Linked DNA regions of Mus musculus: region 2 is linked to region 1. The links are chromatin contacts, called in public promoter capture Hi-C maps. All regions are on one chromosome and are shown on one strand. Each heading gives the region's core, a stretch centred on a gene start, on an enhancer-like site or on the middle of the called end of the contact. The rest is flanking DNA. Distances are from core to core; before and after follow the strand shown.

Region 1 (7,085 bases), core at 1,354-3,853:
TGGTTTTTTTTGTTTGTTTCTTTTGGTTTTTCAAAACAGGGTTTCTCTGTGTAGCCCTGGCTGTCCTGGAACTCACTTTGTAGACCAGGCTGACCTCGAACTCAGAAATCCACCTGCCTCTGCCTCCCAAGTGCTGGGATTATAGGCGTGCACCACCACTGCCCGGCGAATTTTTATTGTTAATACATTTATTTGTACAGCAGACAATAGAGTTACAGAATTGCTGTATCATTAGGGTTCAATGATGCTTAGAAGTCAATTTTTGGAACAGTGGTTATCAGTTTATCATTTTTATATAGATATTTTTATTCATTTTAGGAACAGATTTCTTTTTTAAAAAGATTTATTTATTTGATGTGAGTACATTGTTGCTGTCTACAGACACACCAGAAGAGGGCATCGGATCCCATTACAGATGGTGGTGAGTTATCATGTGGTTGCTGAGAATTGAACTCAAGGACCTTTGGAAGAGCAGTCAATGTTCTTAGCTGCTGAGCCATCTCTCCAGCCCAGGAACAGATTTCTTTACACATACATTTCTCCTGTGTCCCTTGTTACATTTTAACCCCAAATTTACTCATATTCATATAATGTATAGTATTTTATTAATAAAAATATTAGTTAGCTGTGTCCACTAGCCTGACTAGTACAGTCTCCTTCTCTATACAGGTCTACTCAAGTGAAAAACACTGAGAGGCTAAAGCAGGAGGTTTGCTGTGACTGAGGCCAGAGTGAGACCCTGTCTGGAACAAAAGAGCCAGGAACAGTGACACATGCAGGCAGGCAGATTTCTGTGAGTTCTAGAACAGCTAGAAAAAAAAATACTTTGATTCCCTCTCTCCCCACCCCCATACAGCAGAGTTGTAGGGAAGCACAGAAGGTTAATTTGTCAGTATAGAATGGTAACAAATATGCTGCTGCTGTTGTTGTTGAGTTTTGGTTTTGGCGACTCGCCTTCATGTAGTTTAGGCTGGGCTTGAATTCATACCTAGCTGAAACTGGCCTTGAACTGAAGTTCCTCTCTCCCTCTCTCCACTTGGAAAGTTCCGGGATTACAGGTTGCAAAGTCCTGGAACTACAGTTGATTTGGGGACAAACTGAGCCATTCTCAAGGGATATCTTTGTCCAAGAGTTAGCCTCTTAAACCCTTTTATCTTAAATTGTTACTTGGCTGGTTAACCCTTTCCTTCCTTCTCCAACAAGAACTCTTAATCGTTTTGTTTTTCAAACTGAAGTATCAGTCAAGACTTCCTGTCTGAAATTCTGCACATGCTGGGGTTTTGGGTTTGCTTGGCCTTTGTAATTGTTATTGTTGTTGTCTTGTTTTAGTTTACTTTTGACACGGGGCCTCACATAGCCCAGGCTAGCCTCAAACTCAAGCTGAGGATAACTTTGAACTTCTTGATCCTTCTGCCTCTACCTCCCCAGTCCTAGGACTTCAAGCATTGCACCACTATACTTGTTTAATCTGCTGCTTGGAGTCAAACGCAGGGACAGTCATTCCAGGCAACCCATCCATCTGCTACTGAGCCAACTTCCAAGCTCTCTCTCTCTCTCTCTCTCTCTCTCTCTGTGTGTGTGTGTGTGAGAGAGAGAGAGAGAGAGAGAGAGAGAGAGAGAGAGAGAGAGAGAGAGAGAGATTGAATGCAGGGACTTGCCCGTGCTAAGCAAACTCTCTACCACTGTGCCAGGGCCTCACTAAATCCCCCAGGGTGGCCTTTGATTTACTCTATAACCTAAGCATACATAAACTTGCCACACTTCCGCTTCAGCCTCCCAGACAGCTGGGATTACAGTCCTATGCCAGAGGGCTCAGCTTTGATTTTGATGTCTTCCACATTCCATATCCAATGACTCTGAGGTTTTGATTGTTCTCCTGTCTTCCAGAACTGCTTGCATTGCCTTCTGATTCTTACTAGTTAACTATATAAGTCTGCCTTAGCCCCAGATTTCTAAGGGACATTTCCTTGGAACCAAATGTGCCAGCAGCTATAAGATGCTTAGTAGAATGACGAATAAATATGAAGCTACGGACTTGACAGTTAAGAAAATCATTGCTTTGAAAATCAATGTTTTGAGCTGACTGCCGTGGGAGAGCAAGGAATGGAAGCTGAATTGATTTATCAGTGATTTATTGCATGGGAAATATCAAGGTCTGGGAGTAAAATATTGACTTCTTCCCTGCTGTGGCTAACATGAAGAGGAATGGTGACATTACTAAAGTAATCACAATTCCTGTGTAATGGTGCTGTGCTTGTTGTAGAACTCTCCGGAGCAGTGGTAGCTTGAAGAGGTTGATCTAAGAAGAAAAGGTGGCGCTGAGGCAAGGTTAGAGAACAGAGGAAGTAAAGATGGATGGGGTTAAACTGAAGCAGAGGTACTGCCAAGCAAGCAGAGGACTAAATAGGAGGTCAGGGTTGTCTGGAAAGGCGGGGGAAGTGGAGGGGAGGGGGAACACAGCGCCACAGACCAACTACAATTCCCAGGAAGCACTGTGCGCCCATGGACGGAAGTGAGGTGAGGCGCGAGCCGCAACCTTTGAGGGAAAGAGGAAGTGCTCGGGCGTCGCAGGGCCGGAGGCGCGGGGATAGGTAGGTAAGGGCGCGGCGCGGGAGCCTGGCGGGCCTGGGCTGCGGGAGCTACGGCGGGCGGGAGCCCGGGGCCCGTGTCGTCACAAGGCGGCGGTAGCCGCCGGCCCGGCGGGCAGCGGGGCAGGCAGAAGGTGGCGGGCGGTCTTGCCTCCCGGTAATCTGTCTTCTCCCGGCGTCTCTTCTGCAGAAGGAGCACCATGTCCGCGGAAGTCCCCGAGGCAGCGTCTGCGGAGGAGCAAAAGGTGAGTGTGCCGGAGGACCCGGGGAACCCTCGAGACCCGCGGGATCCGCGGGACCTGGTGTGGCGGGAACCTTGGCTGGCGGGCCCGCGGGAGCGAGGGCGGCCTGGAGCCCTCCGCCGACGGCTCCTCCCGCAACCGGGGAGGGCCCTGGCGAGTGGAAAGGAACCGATCCGCTCCCGAGCCTCGGTGTAGCACCCAAGTGTACCAGGCAGCTAGGACTCCGGCCCATGTTAGGGACCCAGGTTCTGTAGTGGGCTTTGATTTGCTCAGGACGTTGTCCCTCCGGAAGCGCTCGGGCCACTTGTGAGCTTGCAGGGAACTCTTTAAGGTGGTGTCTCCATTCAGGCAGCGATGCAGGGCTCGGTTATTAGGGTTGTGAGTTGTGTGGCCTCGTGATCTCTTTCCTGAACCCTTTGGGCTTCAGTCTTCTTATCGGTAAAGTCCCGGTAATAGTACCTACGTCCCGCGACGGCTGTGAGGCCCAAACGAAAAACCCAGCACAACTTCTGCTCAAAAAAAAAAAAAAAAAAAAAAGCTAGCTGATGGGCTTTGCATGTGGCACTTGACTAAAAATCGAGAATTGGAGCTTTAGGAAATTTCACTACCTTAGATATTTCTCGAATCATGGGGATATATTTGTCAGCTCATTTGTATGTCTCTGTTGAAGGGAAATGTGCTAGCAGCACACCTACGAGTTTGAGGCCTGTATGCTTATGTAGTGCCTGCCCATTCCGTCGTAATTATTATGATGCTTTGACTTCCAGGGTACATGGAGTCAGTTAGCTAACAAAGGAGAAAAGTCATGAGTTCCCAACAATTTTTCTTTAAAAACAAACAAAAAATCCCAAATTGGGCCTTTAATCCCAGTACTCAGGCAGAAGCTAGAGGAATTTTGTGAGTCCCAGGCCAGCTGGAAGTACATAATGAAATCCTGTCTCAAAATTTATTAATTGATTGATAATTAATACCAAACTGCTTTACTGTATATGGAATTTGGTCTAATGTTTAAACGTAATCCTTATACTAATGTTGCACTGTAGATTAGTGGGTTTTGCTCATTCCATATATTCTAATCATGTCAACTTACCCTTTATTATTTCTTCCATTGTCATAGTTCTCTTCTGATAGTAATTGTAAGTTAACTGGCGAAAAGAAGGAAAACAAGGATAATAAAAACAGTAGGCAGTTATAATGTTGTGTCATATTATACTTTGCAAAACGAAGGATTTATCCTTTCTTCCCTCCCTTCCTCTCTCCCTCCTTCCTCCCTTCCTTCCTTCCTTCCTTCCTTCCTTTCCTTCCTTCCTTCCTTCTGTAGTAGGACCTCTGGGACACTGAGCTCTATTCCTGGGGTTCCCGCTCCCCCCATTTTTGTGAAACAGCATGAGAGGGAGAATTATGTGTGTGCAAGCAAACACTTTCTGACTGACTATGCCCAGCCCCTCTTTTGTCTTTTTGAGACTGGGGCTGGTGTAGCTCGGTTACCTAGAGAGGATAGCCCTGAAACTATTGATCTATAACCATGCTGGCCCTCACCTTCCTGATTTCAGCTTTGAAATGATTTCACTAAGTTGCCCAGGCAACTTGAACTCACTTTGTAGTCCAGCCAGGCTTTGAATTTGGGATCCTCTAGGCGCAGACACCAGGTGACTCAGGTTACAAGCCTGTGCCTGTGCCACGAGGCCCAGCTGAGCAATAGATTTTTTTGAAGCCCCCCCCCCCCCAGCCCAATGCATATAGTTTAAAGGTTACAGGTTTTTTTAGCAATAATCTTAAATATTACCTGTTCATATTGCAAAGTTTTTGGTATGTTTATAACTGCTTTGGATTTAGGAACTCAAAGGCCATGTCTGTCTGTCTTTTCCTAAGTACGCTGAAATGAAGCTCAGTTTGAATTTGCTACCTAGTAGTGTGGTGGATAATTTTCTTTCTAAAAAATTTGTTGTGTGTTGGGGGTATCTGTATAGAGATCAGAAAACAGCCTGTGGGGGGTCTGTTTTCTCCTTCCACCATGAGAGTTCCGGATTGAACTTGGATTGTAAGAATTGGTGGCTAGAGTCTGTACCCACTGAGTCATCTTGCTGGCCCCTGTTTAATTATTTTTTTAGGAAGAGGCTCACTCTGTAGTCCTGGCTGGCCTTTAACTTGAAGTGCTCTGGCTTTAAGCCCCCAAGTTCAAGGATTACAGTGGCGCTGCCACTACACCCAACTAAAATAATTTTGGGTAATGCTTGTTAATATGTTGCTAAGGTTTGAAATACTGATTTCTAGAGTATAAGTACTTTTGATTAAAATAGCCTAATATAGGGCTATAGAGATGGTCCAGTGGTTAAAAGTACTGCCTGCTCTTCAGAGGACCCAGGTTCAGTACCCAGCACCCACATGGCAGCAGCTCACAACTGTAACTCCAGGATCCAGCACCCTCACCCAGACATGATGCAGGCAAAACCAAGAGTGTACATAAAATAATTTTTCAAAATATCCTAATACAATACCTAATATCAGGGATAACTTTTAATCTTTTCTCTCTATGCTTTGTTTCTCTCCTCGAGCATTTTTAGGACTTGTTGTCTAGCTACTGTCATTAATACCAGCAAGAGGGTGTGGGAAATGTAATGTCCCTTTTTGAAATGAAGATTGGCTGTACATTGTAAATGCCTGTGGCATGGACACTATCCTTAAACAGGAGGAAAATGTGCAAAGTCACTTCTGTGTTCCCGTGAGCCAGATCACCTGTTTCTTCTGTTTGGAAGAGCAGTTACATGACCTGAAAAGTTGATTATTGTCTCTGTACCCAGTTGACCTTCAATTAAAGCTTAAGTATTCAGCTAAAAATACTTTTAAGGTTTTATAGTGGGTTAGTTTGTTGTTTCTAAAAGTTTAAGATACTTGGACCCTGCATGAAATAAGACAAGGTTAATGATTCTCCCCTTCTGAATGGTGTACGCTCACATTAAGAGAAGAAATTCACAGACTGGTGGAAATAAAATTAAAAAGCAAAGGTTAAAAAGAGAAGGAAATCAGACAGCCCCCTATTTTTAATTAGGATAATAGGTAAATATGTGTGAGCATAAAAGTACACAGATATCTCTCTTTAGTTTGTACCAGTCTTAAACAGAAACTAAACAAAGTCAGTCTATAAACTGTTCATTGTAGCTGGTATTGTACTGAAACTAAATATCTAATATATTGAGAAATGCTAGCAGGTTAAAAGTTAACTATCCCATAGGACAGGTGATGACAAGTTCTCCTTTAATATAAGCTATGAGGTCATTTAACTATTTAGAACCGAAGTTAACTTAACATTTTAAAATTACCTCTAGCTAGCTATAGTAGTTTACCTAATAATCCCAGCAGTCAGGAGGCAGAAGCTCTATGAGTTCAGGACCAACCTGAGCTACTTAACTCAGTATAATACAGTGAGCCCCCAAACCTTAACTTTGACCCACTTTAAAAATATGAACAAAACTAAATTTGTGATGTATATATGTGTGCTGCAGCTTAGGTTGTTTGGTTTTTGTTTGTTTTCTAAGATGCCATTAGCAAGTTTTCTAGAGATTATTTTAATTAAACTAAGTGACATGTCTGAGGAAAGACTAGCTGAAGTAGAGCTCTCAACTGAAATAATTGTGTTAAAAGAACACTGGGCCAGGCTGGAGTGATGGCTCAGTTAAAGAACACTGGCTGCTCTTTCAGAGCAACTGGTTTGATTCCCAGCACCCACTTGGTGGCTTATAGCCATCTGTAACTGCAGGTTCAGAGGATCCAGTGTCCTCTTCTGACCTCTATGGGCACATAAGTAGTATACAGACATTCGTATAGACAAAACATACAAACTTAAAAATAATAATTTTTTTTTTAAAGATATGGGCAGGATGTGGTGGCACACACCTTGAATCTCAGTGTTCTGGAGGCAGAGGCAGGTGGATCTCTGAGTTTGAGGCCACCCTGGTCTACATTGTGATTTTTGAAGCAGCAAGGGCTATATATAGAGACCCTGTCTCAAAAATATGTATACATTTTTGGTTGTGAGCAAAGCCTTTAAGGGCTGAGTAACCACAAGGTGGCTCACAACCAACTGTAATTGGATCCGATGCCCTCTTCAGGTATATCTGAAGACAGCTACAGTGTACTCATATAAATAAAATAAACAAAATCTTAATTTATATATATGCCATGTATGTATAATATATATAATATAATTTTAAAAGTTAAAAGAAGCCAAGCTTGGTGAATTGTGAAGAGGAAGGGA
Region 2 (7,085 bases), core at 1,758-4,257, 520 kb after region 1:
CAACCCTGCTGATCACAGTGCTTGGAGCTAGCTGGTTTCCCTTTATTCAACTCATTTTAAGTTCCAAGTGAATGTACGACATTACACTGCTCTGAGTTGATCTATCACACACACTCCAACATGACAGAAAGGGAAGGCCGGGAGAACAGATGACTAGTACATGGAAACAGACTGACTTTATTTGTTCTCTCCTGGATACACAACTACCACATGCTTTTCTTCCCTCCAAAGTGCTCTGGAGCAGGACATGGGCATAGTTCCAAAGAAAGTAAGCTTGACACAGGAATCCTATCTTACACACATAAGAACCCCAGTGTCTAGGACAGAGTAAGATGCCTACTTACTGAATTAGTTAATTACTGAAACACACACAACAAAAGAGGAAGAAAGCTGAGAGTGTACAGAAAAAGATGGAAGGAGAAGCTGGCGGGGTGGCATCCACCTGTAATCCCAGCATTCAGGATGCAGAGGCAGGAAGATCGGGAGTTCAAGGCTAACTTTGGCCACATTGTAAATCCGAGGTCCGTCTAGGGTATGTGAGACCCTGTCTCAAACAAATTTTTTTAACTGAAAATTAGACAAGTCCTGCAATCGTGTCTGATACTACAATTATCAGCACCTGTCTTAAAAGAACCATTATAAGCATCTTAAAATGTCTTTTAAAAATTATCTCCCCATTTTGGTTTTCAAAGTGTAACTTCTACTTAAGATATGCAAATTCTAAACTCCACTTCAAAATGAACAGGCATGGTGATTTATGCATGTTATGGGTGAAAAGTGTTGTCCCTACATGATGTAGGCCCTTAGGTTCTTTCTGTTGTACTGAACCTATTGTATAAATAAGCCACAAGCCAGTTGCTGGGAATTGAAAAATTATCTTTCTGCTTTTGTGGTGCTAGGTCCTTACACATGCTAGGCAAGCCTTTATTTACTGAGCTATATCTCCAGCCTGAAAAAAAATTGTTTTTACACTGAAAACCAGGAATTGTGATGGGATCTGACCTATAAGTATTTAATGTCTATCTGGTGAAGCGTGGCCTAATGGCCTACCACAAAGATGAAGGATAAATCAGCTACAGGGCAGTAATAGCCTCAAGAAGACACCTTTGGTCGGTCATTCCTGTCTAGCATCAAGGTTGGAATGATATACACATAGCCATGGTTTTCCAAATGGATTAATTCTTTAATGATAATAGGGATATGGTTCAGTGGATATGATCCAGGAGGATATGACATCAACTTCCAGGCTTCCACATGCATGTTCATACATGTGAACACACAAGAGCATGCAAAGACCTGAACACACATACACCATAGAAGGATAGGATGATCATGGGTTACCTGGCTACCACCAACCTCATTCTAAGATAAACTACAAATGCTGAGAGATGCAAGGCAAGGTCGTTTAAGATTGGAATATGATGGATGGCACGTGTAGAACCAGAGATGGGATTCAGTGTGTGTTCTCACCTTCTGAGCCTTCTCTCCTGGCCCTACTGTCAGCTCTTAATACATTATAGACATGGCCAGACTCGGTGGCTCCGTCTGTAATTCAAGTACTGGGAAGCTGAGGCTTAAAGGCCAGCCTGAGCTACACAGCTCAAAATATCAAAAAGAGATATATATGTGTATAAAATGTGTGACCAGGACTAGGAAGAGAACTAATAAAAAGGAGTCTGAGCAAAGCTATTCTTCTAAAATAATGACAGGTCAATTGATTAATCAATTTAATATGCAAAAAAAAAAACCTATTCCGAAGTTTTTCAGAAAAAGAAACATGAACTGCACTAAATGTCAGAAACCAAAGAAGACTGCTCATAGCCAGCAAATCTCCACAGGCTCATTTCCTGTTTAAGTATGACCTCCTGGGATAAGTTTTACTGCAGTGTTCATTACCAAAGAGATGACTGTGGTTTTTGGGTTTTTTTTTTTTTTTTTTTTTTTTTTTAAAGAGAAGCAGAGGTCAAGTTGGGAATGTGATTCTTAGAAGACAAGAAAGAGGGGGGTGGGTTGGATGGGAGAGTAGAAAGGGAACGTGGGTGGGGTGTGTGTGTGGTAGGATTCGAAAGGGGAAAGGGGATTCTTAAACAGAGAAGAGAGAGGGAAAGAGTCGAGAAAGAAAAGGAAAGTAAAAATTGGGGCTGTTTCCCATTTCTGTTTGTAATCAGAATGCAGACTTGCGGAGGAAACGCATCAACTTCTGTAAGCGAAGATACAACGACCCAGTCACGTCCTCAAAACAAACCCGCATCAGCTTCACAGCTGGCCCCAGCTGTGCTGCACAGGAGCCAGAAACTTATTCTAAGGCAGGGCAGAGCAGATAAGCAAAATGGCCAATGCAAGACACCAGATTTCAATCACAAAAAGGGTGTGTCCCAAGTTTTGTGGGTTTCCTCTCATCCAACAACAGCCAGGCAGCGAGATGAAGGCTGGGGTAGAGGGGCGGCAAGGCAAGGCGCTTCTCAGACAGCTTCCCAGCTACGCCGGTTCCGGAGCACCGGCCGGTCCCAAACCCAGACAGCCAAACCCCAAACCCTACGTAGACAGTCCCGAACTCCAGGAGACCGGTCTCAAATACTAGTGGCGGCCCCGAATCCCAGGCGGCCGGTTCCGAACCCCTGCTGGCCGGCCACAAGTGACTCAACCCCAGCCCAGAGCCTGCGCGCCTGGCCGCGGGCGACACCCAGCACAGCTCGCCGTCCCAGAACGGCCCGGCACCCTCTGCTCTCTAGCGAGGCCCGCGGGCAAGGCGCAGGAAGCACAGCCGCTCCCTTCTTAGTCGCCCAGGCCGGAGCGACCCGCTGCCGCGCCCGCCGACGGACTTCCTGGAAAGCACTGGGCTGAACTCACCTGTCTGGCCGCCGACCCACTGCACAGTCCGCAAGGTTTGAATCGCTCTTCCCGGCGCCCACACTCCGCGGTGCCTCAAGTTCAGGGAGTTGCCGAATCCTCCCGCCAGCTGCCCCTAAACCCGACCGCGCTGTCTGTATTGCTGGTTCCCCTTCACTGTCCCCTCCCACGCGCGTGCGTACTCGTGGGGCAGACTGCATGCTGGGAGTTGTAGTTCAAGGGAGAAGGGTGCGGCTCCATACATACGGACCTGGTCCTTTACAATGGGAAGGGTGTTGTTATAAGAGGGTACAGACACTAGGCTGAGAAAAATGCTTTCTGCTCCTGTATATGTACCTGCCCGTGACCCTCTGGAAGGTAGAAAGCCTATCTATAGGCTTTTTTTTTTTTTTTTTTTTTTTTTTTGGGTAATACATTTCCTTCTTGCATGGTGGGCCTTTTGTAAACAAATAATACAGAGTAAGGCTTTTCTTAATCCCTTGGTTACTAATGGGAGAGCGTGATAATGGGAAAGCCTTTCAAACTTGTCATGGAAGACAGATAAAAGCTAAGGAACTGGGATCGTAGCACAGTTGGTAGGGTGCTTACACAAGCATACACAAAGCCCTAGATTTAATTCCAAATAATGTATAAATTGGATGTGGTGTTACATGCCTGTAATCTCAGATCCCAGCAATTGAAGCAGAGGGAGGGGTACCAGAAGTTTATCAGTCAGTTACATACAGAGTTCAAGGCCAGTCTGGGCTACATGAGGTTTTTTTGGTTTGGGTTTTGTTTTGTTTTGTTTTGTTTTGTTTTGTCTTTTTAAAGCAATTTATGGCAGAAAAGGTCATAAATCGCACCAAGGTGTGGTGCCTCTAACTAAACAAAGGAGTAAAGGTGAGAAGCAGAGATATATTTCATTAATGCACACACCTAGGAAAGGATCAGATAAAGAAGTCAATAAGCCCATATGAGCTTTAGATTTAAGCAGAGCAACTGGGGCAGGAAGCATTCTTGTATGTATAATTGAGCAATCCTGGTCACAATGTGTCCTGGCTGGTCATTCTTTAAGACTGGTTCTGCAAGTTGTTCCCAAGAGTCCCTTTTGCCTGAGGGGGCAATGTCATTCTCAGAGGATAAGTGCTCATGTTCCAAGATGCATCCTCCCCACCATGGATGGGATGGGTAACTGACCATTTTCATGGAATCCAAAGTGACCACAGGTGCCTTTGAGGAGTAATTGTAAAAGCTGACTCTAAGATGTCTCTCATACTTTAGTTTTATGCCTTTATCCTGAAGGACCATGAGAGAAGTCCTTGAATGGTAAATATGTCCACATGCAGAGGTACCTAGGCAACCCAAAACAGGAAGGCAGACACAAAATGAAAGCATAGATGTTAGGGGTTACTCTGTTTTTAGTTATCTTATGGGTCCAAGCAAGGCAGTGGTTTTTAACAGATGCTGTTTCTAATCACCTGGTAGACAGCATGTGCCCATTTTCCTGCTCCATCCCATCTTCCCGTTCCAACTTTGTGTTCTACAACAGGCAGTGCGATTAGGCTAATGTGAGAGAGAGTAAACTGGAGAAGCAACTAGTCAAAGGAGGGAAAGGAGGGGATGGAGTTAGGTGAAGATGACCTTGGAGGACCGTTTAATGATGTTCTGCATAATGGGCATGATTGGCACGGGCATCAGCAGCATGGGCATCTGCATGGGCATCAGCATGGGGCATGGGCATCGGCATGGAGATCAGCATGGGCATCGGCACGGGGCATGGGCATCAGCACGGGCATCGGCACGGGGCACAGGCATCATCATGAGCATCAGCACGGACATCAGCATGGGTAGGAATCGTGTTCTATCTTGATAATTAAAAAAAAAAAAAAGAAAAAAAGCAGCCCAGAAGAGGACTGGAGAGCATGCTTGAGGTACATTCCAGTTACACCCAGAATAGGGAGTCACCCAATGGTTAGTTTCTCCTGGCATCTATTTCTGGCATCTACTTCTTCCTCTCAGGGCGGGAGCACCCCTGGTTAAGTAAACACTCCGGATTTGTGCTGCTGACACTCACTGAATATCACGGATAATCTGGAAAATCTCAATCTCTTTCTCTCTCTCTCTCCCTCCCTCCCTCCTTCCCTCCCTCCACTCTTTTCTCTCCCTCCTCTCCTCTCTTTCTTCTTCTATATCTTCTTTCTTTGTCCCTCCTTCCCTCCCATCTCTGTCTGTCCCCCCCCCTCCATACATACATACATATATATATATGTAGTACTGGCTGGTTTTGTGTGTCAACTTGACACAGCTGGAGTTATCACAGAGAAAGGAGTTTCAGTTGAGGAAATGCCTCCATGAGATCCAACTATAAGGCATTTTCTCAATTAGTGATCAAGTGGGAAAGGCCCCTTGTGGGTGGGACCATCCCTGAGCTGGTAGTCTTGGTTTTATAAGAGAGCAGGCTGAGCAAGCCAGGGGAAGCAAGCCAGTAAAGAACATCCCTCCATGGCCTCTGCATCAGCTCCTGCTTCCTGACCTGCTTGAGTTCCAGTCCTGACTTCCTTGGTGATAAACAGCAGTATGGAAGTGTAAGCTGAATAAACCCTTTCCTCCCCAACTGCTTTTTGGTCTTGATGTTTGTGCAGGAATAGAAACCCTGACTAAGACATATATATATATTTATAATTTGTGTATTCATTTGAGACAAGGTCTTGCTACATAATCTGGCTGCTCTGACACTCCCTATTAGACCAGGCTGGCCACAAAGAAATCTCTCTTAGTCTCCCAGGGCTAGGATTACAGGTGTGCAACCACCTACCTGGCTAAGAGAAATCTCATAAATTAAAATATTCAGGAGCTTGTTTCTGAAAGAATTTTCCTACAATGCCCAGGTTGAATTAATATTTATTGAATATCCAATACACACCAAGCACTGACCAGCATTCGTAATATCTCATGGAACTTCGAAACAACCCTATAAAGACAGAACTAATATCCTCAGGTTTTAAATGTGAAAATAAAAAATGAAGAATTGAGAGTTAATTTGCATAAAGTCAAATGACCAGTTACTAATTATAGATCAAAAATGAAGCACATACTCACTCAAATTCTAGCCTACTTTTTAACTGCTGGTTAGACCAACATGTCTCCTAGATCTCATCAAATTCTTTAAAATATGATAATCTGTGCCCAGTCTTAAAGAATATGAAAAATCTTCTCCAAGAAATTCCAGAAGAGGCAGCATTTTGAATGGATAGATAATTTGGATTCTTTGACAGTTCATGTGTATGATATTTTAAAACAAGACAAAACAAAAACGTGATTTACTGTTGATGTTTATGTATGTGTGCCTGCATGTTTATGTGCACCACGTATGTACAGGCCAGAAGAAGATTGTGGGTCTCATAGAACTGAAGCTATAGGCACTTGGGAGCAGCCAAATGTGGGTGCTGGGAATTGGACCCATGTTCTGCAAGGGTAGAAGGCACTTAACTGCTAAACCATCTCTCCAGCCCATTTTGTATGTCATTTTTTTTGGGGGGGAGGGAGAAGGTCTCATGTAGCTCAGAGTGGCCTCAAATTCATTATGTAGCCGAGTCTGGCCTTGAACTGTTGATCCTCCTGGTCTCACTTCTCAGATCCCAGCGTTACTGTCACGCACCACACATTTGTCTCCTTTGACAGTTCTGCGTTCACGCTTGTTAGTATCCTGGTTATTCTGCTCTGAAAAAAAGAAGGTGGGCTGGTTTGCTCCTCCCATCATTCCGGGAAATTAACTCATGTCACCAGGCTTTGGACTCTTCTGGCCAGCCAGCCTAACGGACTCAGTGAGCTCCAGGGCAGGCATCAGTGGGCATGGAAGGCTGGAGAAGTGGTTTAGTGGTTAAGAGCAGGGGACCTAATGCCCTCTACTGGCCTCCACAGGCACATATGTGGTGTCCATACACACTCAGGCACACATAAATACATGTAAATAAATCTTTCCTTCCTCCCTCCCTCCCTCCTTCCCTCCCTCCCTCCCTCCTTCCTTCCCTTCCTCCCTCCCTCCCTTCCCCCTTCCTTTCTGTTTTTTAAAGATGACTTTTGATGGGCAGTGGTGACATAGGCTTTTAATCTCAGCACTCAGGAGTCAGGTAGGAGGTTCAAGGCCAACCTGGTCTAAAGCGTGAGTTCCAAGACAGCCTGGGCTACACAGTGAGCCCCTATTTTAAATGCCCCCACCACAGACACCTCAAAAAAAAAAAAAGACGGCATCTGAG

What was found. Promoter capture Hi-C pulls out the DNA fragments that hold promoters and counts their contacts.
Region 2: a promoter capture Hi-C map of erythroid cells shows a contact between it and region 1, with 19 times the contacts expected there. The contact joins the promoter of Tmod3 here to the promoter of Arpp19 in region 1. A contact is called at or near these places in 13 of 39 promoter capture datasets (the 3T3-L1 cell line, the C10 cell line, the HPC-7 cell line and 8 more), 8 of 484 Hi-C or Micro-C datasets (CD4 T cells, CD8 T cells, Th1 cells and 5 more), 4 of 115 datasets of contacts at active chromatin or transcription factors (the 230-238 cell line, effector CD8 T cells, large pre-B cells and 1 more) and 3 of 9 other capture datasets (embryonic stem cells, macrophages and pancreatic islet).

The regions. Positions count from the first base shown.
Region 1 is chr9:75,035,129-75,042,213 of GRCm38.p6, forward strand. It overlaps Arpp19 (cAMP-regulated phosphoprotein 19), which reads left to right and starts at 2,604. Exons shown (of 3, transcript NM_021548.4): 1 at 2,604-2,833. The coding sequence starts at 2,789. It overlaps Gm51714 (a long non-coding RNA gene), which reads right to left. Exons shown (of 2, transcript XR_003948357.1): 1 at 3,439-7,085; 2 at 2,116-3,339.
Region 2 is chr9:75,556,650-75,563,734 of GRCm38.p6, forward strand. Tmod3 (tropomodulin 3) reads right to left here and starts at 3,008. Exons shown (of 10, transcript NM_016963.2): 1 at 2,851-3,008.